2 separate regions of the Ovis aries genome follow, and region 2 is linked to region 1. A link is a contact called in public Hi-C data. All regions are on one chromosome and are shown on one strand. The core of a region is the stretch at or near the end of the contact, and the rest is flanking DNA. Distances in the headings are between cores, read along the strand shown. Region 1 holds the start of GARS1 (glycyl-tRNA synthetase 1). Region 2 holds the start of ZNRF2 (zinc and ring finger 2).

The links. Hi-C and Micro-C count contacts between places; a contact is called where the count stands out from the background.
Region 2: a contact with region 1 is called in a Hi-C map of liver, with 2.5 times the contacts expected there. The contact joins the promoter of ZNRF2 here to the promoter of GARS1 in region 1. A contact is called at or near these places in 6 of 16 Hi-C or Micro-C datasets (blood, hypothalamus, liver and 3 more).

What each region holds. Positions count from the first base shown.
Region 1 is chr4:67,289,518-67,292,796 of ARS-UI_Ramb_v3.0, reverse strand. GARS1 (glycyl-tRNA synthetase 1) reads left to right here and starts at 1,394. Exons shown (of 17, transcript XM_060415032.1): 1 at 1,394-1,697. The coding sequence starts at 1,476. LOC121819404 (a long non-coding RNA gene) reads right to left here. Exons shown (of 2, transcript XR_006059636.2): 2 at 2,183-3,279.
Region 2 is chr4:67,588,806-67,592,461 of ARS-UI_Ramb_v3.0, reverse strand. It overlaps ZNRF2 (zinc and ring finger 2), which reads left to right and starts at 2,326. Exons shown (of 6, transcript XM_060414779.1): 1 at 2,326-3,248. The coding sequence starts at 2,795. LOC121819405 (a long non-coding RNA gene) reads right to left here and starts at 3,383. Exons shown (of 2, transcript XR_006059637.2): 1 at 2,865-3,383; 2 at 1-1,827.

The sequences.
Region 1 (3,279 bases), core at 145-2,644:
ATGCTAAGCTGTGCGTACTTCTCTAGAACCACAAACTGAAAGAGGAGGAGAAGTACTATGAAGTTTTCACTGTTCTGGGAAAGGTGACTTCAGTCTGTTAAGCCTGTGTACTCTTGTACACTCCTGGGCACGGGTCCTCTTTGCCCATGACCCCTTTCATTCCCTGGAAGACTTGATTTCCAGGCATCTTCCTCACCTCCTCCACTTTGGACTAAGGTGTGTACCGTTGGTTTCAGGAGATACTGTCAAAACTGTCCTCCAAAGTCGGTACCAATCCACATTTCCCTCAGCTGTGTGGGAGGGTCCCTGAGCATCTCCTAGCATTTTCCATCATTTCCATTTTAGGCATTCTAACGGGTGTGTGTAATGCTATTTCTAAAATTAACACATTCCTTATTTTTCTATTCTCTCTGGGGAAACAGAATCCAGCTTCTTCAGCCAACCTGCCCTTGCCGCAGGAGGGAGAGAAGAAGCCACTTCCAGAGGGTCCATCATCTGGGGCCTAACCATGAGTCAGGTTAGCTGAGACAGGGCCAAGCAGAGGGAAGCCGGGGCACTTGGATGCTCTCTCCACTCCCTGGCACAGTATCGCTTTCCAGTCTTTCTCATGTCTTTGCCTCTTGCCTTTCCTCATCTTTGCTGATTGAAATCTTGTTCGCCCAGCAAAGGATGGTCAGCACTGATTTTCTCCAAATAAGTCCATCATTCTCCCTTTCTTCAGCTTTTGTCTTGACATTGGGAAGGGCATGGATGGGTGAAGATGAACAGATCATTCACTTCTCTTGATCTGTTTCCTTATCTGAGGATCATCTGAGCTTGGGCAACACTAAGTCTAAGTGTCTATCTGTTTTGACGTCTACCCAGGTAGCTCAGTGGTAGAGAATCCGCCTGCCAATGCAGGAGACTTGGGTTCCATGCCTGGGTGGGGAAGATCTCCTGGAGGGGGAAATGGCAACGCACTCAAGTATTCTTGCCTGAATAATCCCATAAGAGGAGCCTGGCGGGCTACAGTCCATGGGGTCGCAGAGTCGACATGACCCTTTAAGAACCTGGGGGCGAAAGAACAGAAACAGAAGTGTGTACTCCCGTGGGTCTGCCACAACGTCAGTGTCCCTGTACACGCCTGTGCTCTGAAGGTCCTCGTGAGTTTCAGTCCGCGTGTCTCGGACAGGGCTGAGTCCTTAAATGTCCACTAACGCACTGTGCAAATCTGTTCGCCGGGGGTCTACCGGGGCCCCACAGCCCTCTTGTACGCCCGAGGCGGCTCAAGCCCTTTCGGGGCTCTGAATGATTCCGGGTCCTTCCGGGGTTTTGTGTCGAATCGGCCGGTGGCGACCCGGCGCCGCGTCGCGGGGTGGGGAGTGTGCGGCTGCGCGCGCCGCGGCGTTTACGCGGCGATTTCATCATGCTCCCGGCCCGGCCGCGCGCGCCGCTTCCGCCGCCGCCCGCTCCCGACCTCCCAGCGCCGCCGGCTCATGCCCTCTCTGCGTCCGGCGCTGCTTAGAGCTGCCCGCGCCGCTCTGCTGCAGTCGCTGCCAGCCGGTCTCCTGGCCTGGCCTCCACTCCTGCCCTGCCGGCCCATCAGCAAGCCCGCCCGCGCCCCGACCTGGTTCCCCGCCGCCGCCTCCCGGAGCAGCATGGACGGCGCCGGGGCTGAGGAGGTGCTGGCACCTCTCAGACTAGCCGTGCGCCAGCAGGTACCGGCATTCTGCGCTTTGCACTCAGCCCCGGCTCTCCTCCCTCCTGGTCCCCTCCTTCTCATCTTCTCTCTCTCTTTTTCCCGGGCACCGGTCCACCTCATCGATTACCCGTCTCTTTCATTCTCTGAAAGCCCTTGGTTTCCAGGCATCTTCCTCGCCTCTTTCACTTTGAACTCAAGTCCCCGCGTGCGCCGGCCACCTTCCCTCCCGTGGACCCCTCTCCTCCCCTCTCCTTGGGTGACTCCCGCGGATCCCTCGACATCCTGCGTCCCTTCTCTCGCCATCTGTTCTCCTTTCCCAGTCCTTGTTACTGCCTTGCCTCTTCCCTCTCCGATGACGCTGGAATCTGTAGCCCTTAGCTTCTCCACCCTGTTCTAGCTCAATAACCTCAATTTTAGATTTCCTGTCCCTGCTATGTTCTTTGTGCTTCCTGGGTGGCGAGATTCCTAATTCCTCCCTGGTCAGTTACGATCCGAAGAAGCTGCGGGTTCTCTCTTCTTACCGCCTGACTCTTTTTTTTTTTTAATCTTCAAGATGCTTTAAATAGTGTTTCTTCCTTGACATCTTCATTCGGTGCTTAGTGAGCCTAATGGTCCGCTGAAAAAGTAAAATAGTTGAAACCTGGATAAGGGGAGGTTTTGAGCTTCCTCCCTCTATTCTAATAATGTGAGTTCATCATCCTTCGCTCCTGTCATTTTGTGGGTTCCGAAAAGACCACTTGAAACGAGTGAGCTTTCAGATCGTAAACGTGGGAAGCTGTAAATGTTCCTGAGTTACTTGGTGAAGGCAGCCATCCTTCGTATGGAACATTTTGAAATTTGATTTTGTGGAAGGGAGGGAGGTTTCATGGAGTGGAGAGCTTGGTGGTTTAATCCAGGCCTCCTTTTCCTAGGGCACTGCATGGACATCAGAATTTAGAGAGGACAGGGTATTCTCACATCCAGTCAGGTAGAACCAGAAGCTCGGAATAGAACCCCAAGAGTAGATGACCTAGTAGGAAGCACCGAACGGGTTTCTCCAGCACCGGCGCCTGATGCAATAACTTGCCTTGGCTACGGAGGGTGGATCCCTCTCTCGGAAATAATTCATTGGGGAAGCACTGCAGAAAATTCGGCAAATTCTTCCCCTTTATCTACTTCTCTCTAGTGTGAGCCTGATTGATTCTGTCCTGTTTAATTTTGAAGTTTTACTGTGGGCTTAATTTATTCTTTTTTCTTGGTATCAGAGCTTTATGCATGCTTGTTCTCCATCTTCCTCCACACACCCTCCTTAAATAAAATTAAGTGTGATTCCTTTTGTCTTTTCTCTCTCAACCTTTTTCTTCCCCCTCTTTCTTCATATCCTTCACTTCAGAAGGGAGAATACATCTAATTTGGAAAAACGCACACCCAAACCCCTCCCTCTGCCACGTTACCCTGGAACTGCAGTGCACATTATCCATCTGTAGTAAGACTTCAGAACTAGTTAACTGAAGTACACTTTGATGGGGGAATAGCCTTCCCCTGTTATTACTGTCTTGTGTATTGTTTGTGTTGGCTTGGTTGCTAGATATTTGGTGCTTCAAGCTATTTTCCGAATA
Region 2 (3,656 bases), core at 1,077-3,576, 300 kb before region 1:
CCTGGAAGGTTGATGCAAATATAATTGTGGTTTCAGACCGTGAATTTTAAATCATCATAACTGGGCTCAAGCCCATCTTTATTAATTAAAATAGGAACCATTATAATCAATAATTTTTTCCGACAAGAAATAAGTTTGTTTATCCCTGTAGTATCAAAATCAATACTTAGGGATTCGATGAACTCTTGGAAAGCATTTCCTGCCTTCTGCTGGCTCTGGAAGCATTTTCCCTGCAAAAAGTTTTCGAGATGCTTGAGAAGTGGTAGTCGGTTGATGAGAGGTCAGGTGAATATGGTGGATGATGCAAAACTTCGTAGCCCATTTGTTCAGCTTTTGAAGTGTTGGTTGTGTGATGTGCAGTCAGGTGTTGTCAAGGAGGAGAACTGGGCCCTTTCTGTTGATCAATGTCAGCTGCAGGAGTTGCTGCGTTTGGTGCATCTCATTGATTTGCTGAACATACTTCTCAGATGTGTTGGTTTTGCTGGGATTCACAAAGTTGTAGTGGATCCGACTGGCAACAGACCACCTATCAGTGACCATAATCTTTTCTGGGTGCAAGTTTGCTTTGGGAAGTGCTTTGAAGCTTCTTCTCGGTCCAACCACTGAACTGGTCATCACTGGTTCTCATATAAAATCCACTTGTTGTCGCATATCACAATCCGATAGAGAATAAGAGAAGAACCTAATGTAGAAAAAGAGAAGACGACCCTTCAAAATGATGATTTTTTTTTCATTTTCAGTCAGCTCAAGATGCACTCACTTCTCAAGCGTTTCACCTTTCAAATTTGCTTCAGATGCTGAGCAACTATAGAATGGTTGATGTTCAATTCTTGGGCAACTTCTCATGTAGTTGTAAGCCTCTCAGTTGGTTACTGTCAACTTTCCATGGGCAGCCACTATGTTTATCTTCAGGCTTTTATCTAGTCTGTAAAACTTCTTGAACCACCACTGCACTGTACATTTGTAAGCAGCTCCTGGGCCAAATGTGTTGTTGTGAGTTGTCTCTGCGAACTTGAATAGAAAAATCGCTTGAATTTGCTTTTTCTCTAACATCATTTCCATAGTTGAAATAAATATAAACAAGTAATAAGTCAGCCAAAAACATAAAGCAAGAAATGTGCATTGAAAGATGTACAGCACAACCATATTTAAGAAAGTATTGCAATATCAAATGGAAACTTTAAACAATGCAAAAACCGCAATTGCGTTTGCACCAACCTAGTAGTAATTGACATTTTAGAGAAAGTACAGGGTTTTAAAGCAGCAGGTGCTGTGGCGATTTGATACAAACATCCCAGGTAAGGAAACTAACGTCCACAAAGGTAAAATGATTGCTTACACCTCGTTTTGGTCCCAGACCTAGATAGACCCCAGGTCTTATGAATCGGTTGCAGCTGTCTCCGTGCCACAGTTTTTGCTCTACAGCTGAAAATCATGTTGGATTATCTTTAGTTCTATCAACTCTGCTTTCTCCGCAGTCGGAGTGTTTAAATGGGATAGATCTAATTCAGATCAAGCTGCCTTCAGCCTCCTAGGTTCTTTCTTTTGTTTTCAGTCTTTTATTATCAGATTGGTGAGCTTCTGCTTTACTTAAAACACGCACTCGAAGTAACATCAAGGAGGAAGGTCGAAACCCATTCAAACGCAATGGCTAGGGACACAGGACCGAGACGAACCCAGCCCCAGCTGTAAAAGGTGAAGACTGCCCACTGTCAGGTCCAGCGTCCGAGGGACACGTGCAGGAGGAGGGGTCGTCTTCTGGTTGGCCCCCGGAGGAGCTCCGTCGCTCCAATCAGCGCAGGCCCCGCGGTGGAGAGGGGGCGCGCCCTGCAGGGGAGGGCGGGGTCAGAGACCTGTCCATCACCGAATCCGCGGGTGGCAGCACCTACCCCACCAAGGCACCTAGGCGAGACAGGGCGGGAGCGGGAAGGCCGCGGCGAGGGGGGAGGCGGGGCCAGGCTGGTGGGAGCCAATCCGCCCGGCAGCGCCAGGGGGCAGGGGCGGGGTCACCGTGCGCGACCCAAACACATGGGTTCGGGCGCACCCTGGGGCCGCGCTGCTCCTCCGCCTTCCGGTGCGAGGGCCGCAGTGCCTCCTTCCCTTCTGAGCACCCCCACCTCGTGGTCCAGACCCTACCCACCCCCCCGCCCCTCCTTCTCTGGGGGAGCGCGGTGACGGTTGCCGGGAAGCGCGCGCTGCCCCTCCCTCTCCTCCTGCGTCCTCTCCTCCCGCGCCACCCGTTTTTCCTCCTTCTCAGTTAATAACAGCTGGGTGGCTGGGGGAGGAGGGAAGGTGGCCCCAGCGGAGTCTGGGCGGGCACCTCCCACTCACCCGCGAGCCGCCGTGGGAGCAGGAGGATGGCGGCGGTAGCGGCGGCCGCCCGGGAGGAGGCGGTGCCGAGGGCCCGGGCGCAGAGCGCAGCGGCGGCGGCAGAGAGCGGCAGCGGCCCGTCGCGGCGCACCAGAACCGAAAGCAGCGGCAGCCGCGCAGCCACCTGAGCCGCCCCTCCCGCCGGAGCCAGCGATCGGCGCCCGCGGGAGCCGGGACCTCCTTCCTCTCCATCTCTCCTCGTCTCCTGCGTCCCCAGACAGGCCGTCGATCTCGCTCGTCATCCCTTAGAAAAGCGCGGCGGGCGCCGACCGCCCCCTGGGGCGCCGGGCGGCGGCCCTGGACGTGCGGGCTTGTTTCTGCGCCGGCCTCCGCGCCTCGGCCCTGCCCTCTCGCTCCTGCGCTCGCTCCCGCCCTCCCGGCGCTCCGGGCACTGTGCGCGGGCCCGGCCCGGGGCAGGGCGGACATGGGCGCCAAGCAGAGCGGGCCGGCCGCTGCTAACGGCCGCACCCGCGCGTACTCGGGCTCGGATTTACCTTCCAGCAGCAGCAGCGGAGGGGCCAACGGGACCGCGGGCGGCGGGGCGCGAGCCGCAGCCGCTGGGAGGTTTCCGGCTCAGGTGCCCAGCGCGCACCAGCCCAGCGCCTCCGGCGGCGCCGCGGCGGCCTCGGCGGCCCCGCGCAGCCGCTCCCTCGGCGGGGCCGTGGGGACCGTGGCGTCGGGGGCCCGGGCGGCGCAGTCAACCTTCAGCATCCCCAACAGCAGCAGCGGCCCGTACGGCTCGCAGGACTCGGTTCATAGCAGCCCGGAGGACGGCGGCAGCAGCGGCGGCAGGGACCGGCCGGCGAGCGGGGGTCCTGGAGGGCCGCGCCTGGTGATCGGCTCCTTACCAGCTCACCTCTCGCCGCACATGTTTGGAGGTACGGCCCTTTCCCTCTCTGCCTCCCGCGGGCGGCACGTGGGCCGCGGCTGCGCTTATTTTTACCCTTCTCCTTTTCTCCTTCAGCCCGAGCGCCGGGGGTTCGCCGCGCGGCCGGGCCGGGTCACCCCTCTTTGGGGTGGGAGGGAAAGAGAGAGGGAGAGAGCGCCTCTTAACCCCTGCAGCGCCGCTACCGCGGGACCCTAGTGTTTGGTTTTTGAACACCACGTGCACCCTCACCTCTTCGTGGCTTTCTCATACAGAAAGCCCTTGTTTGCTCCCGGAGGTGAAGGGAGCAAATATTGTTTTAAAAACAAGCGCAATAGCTGGTGCTTGTGGTTTTTAGTAGCAGGAAGTCAGGACCCGTTGCTAAATGTAGTTGTATCTGGTGACTCGAGTGGTGAGCAGT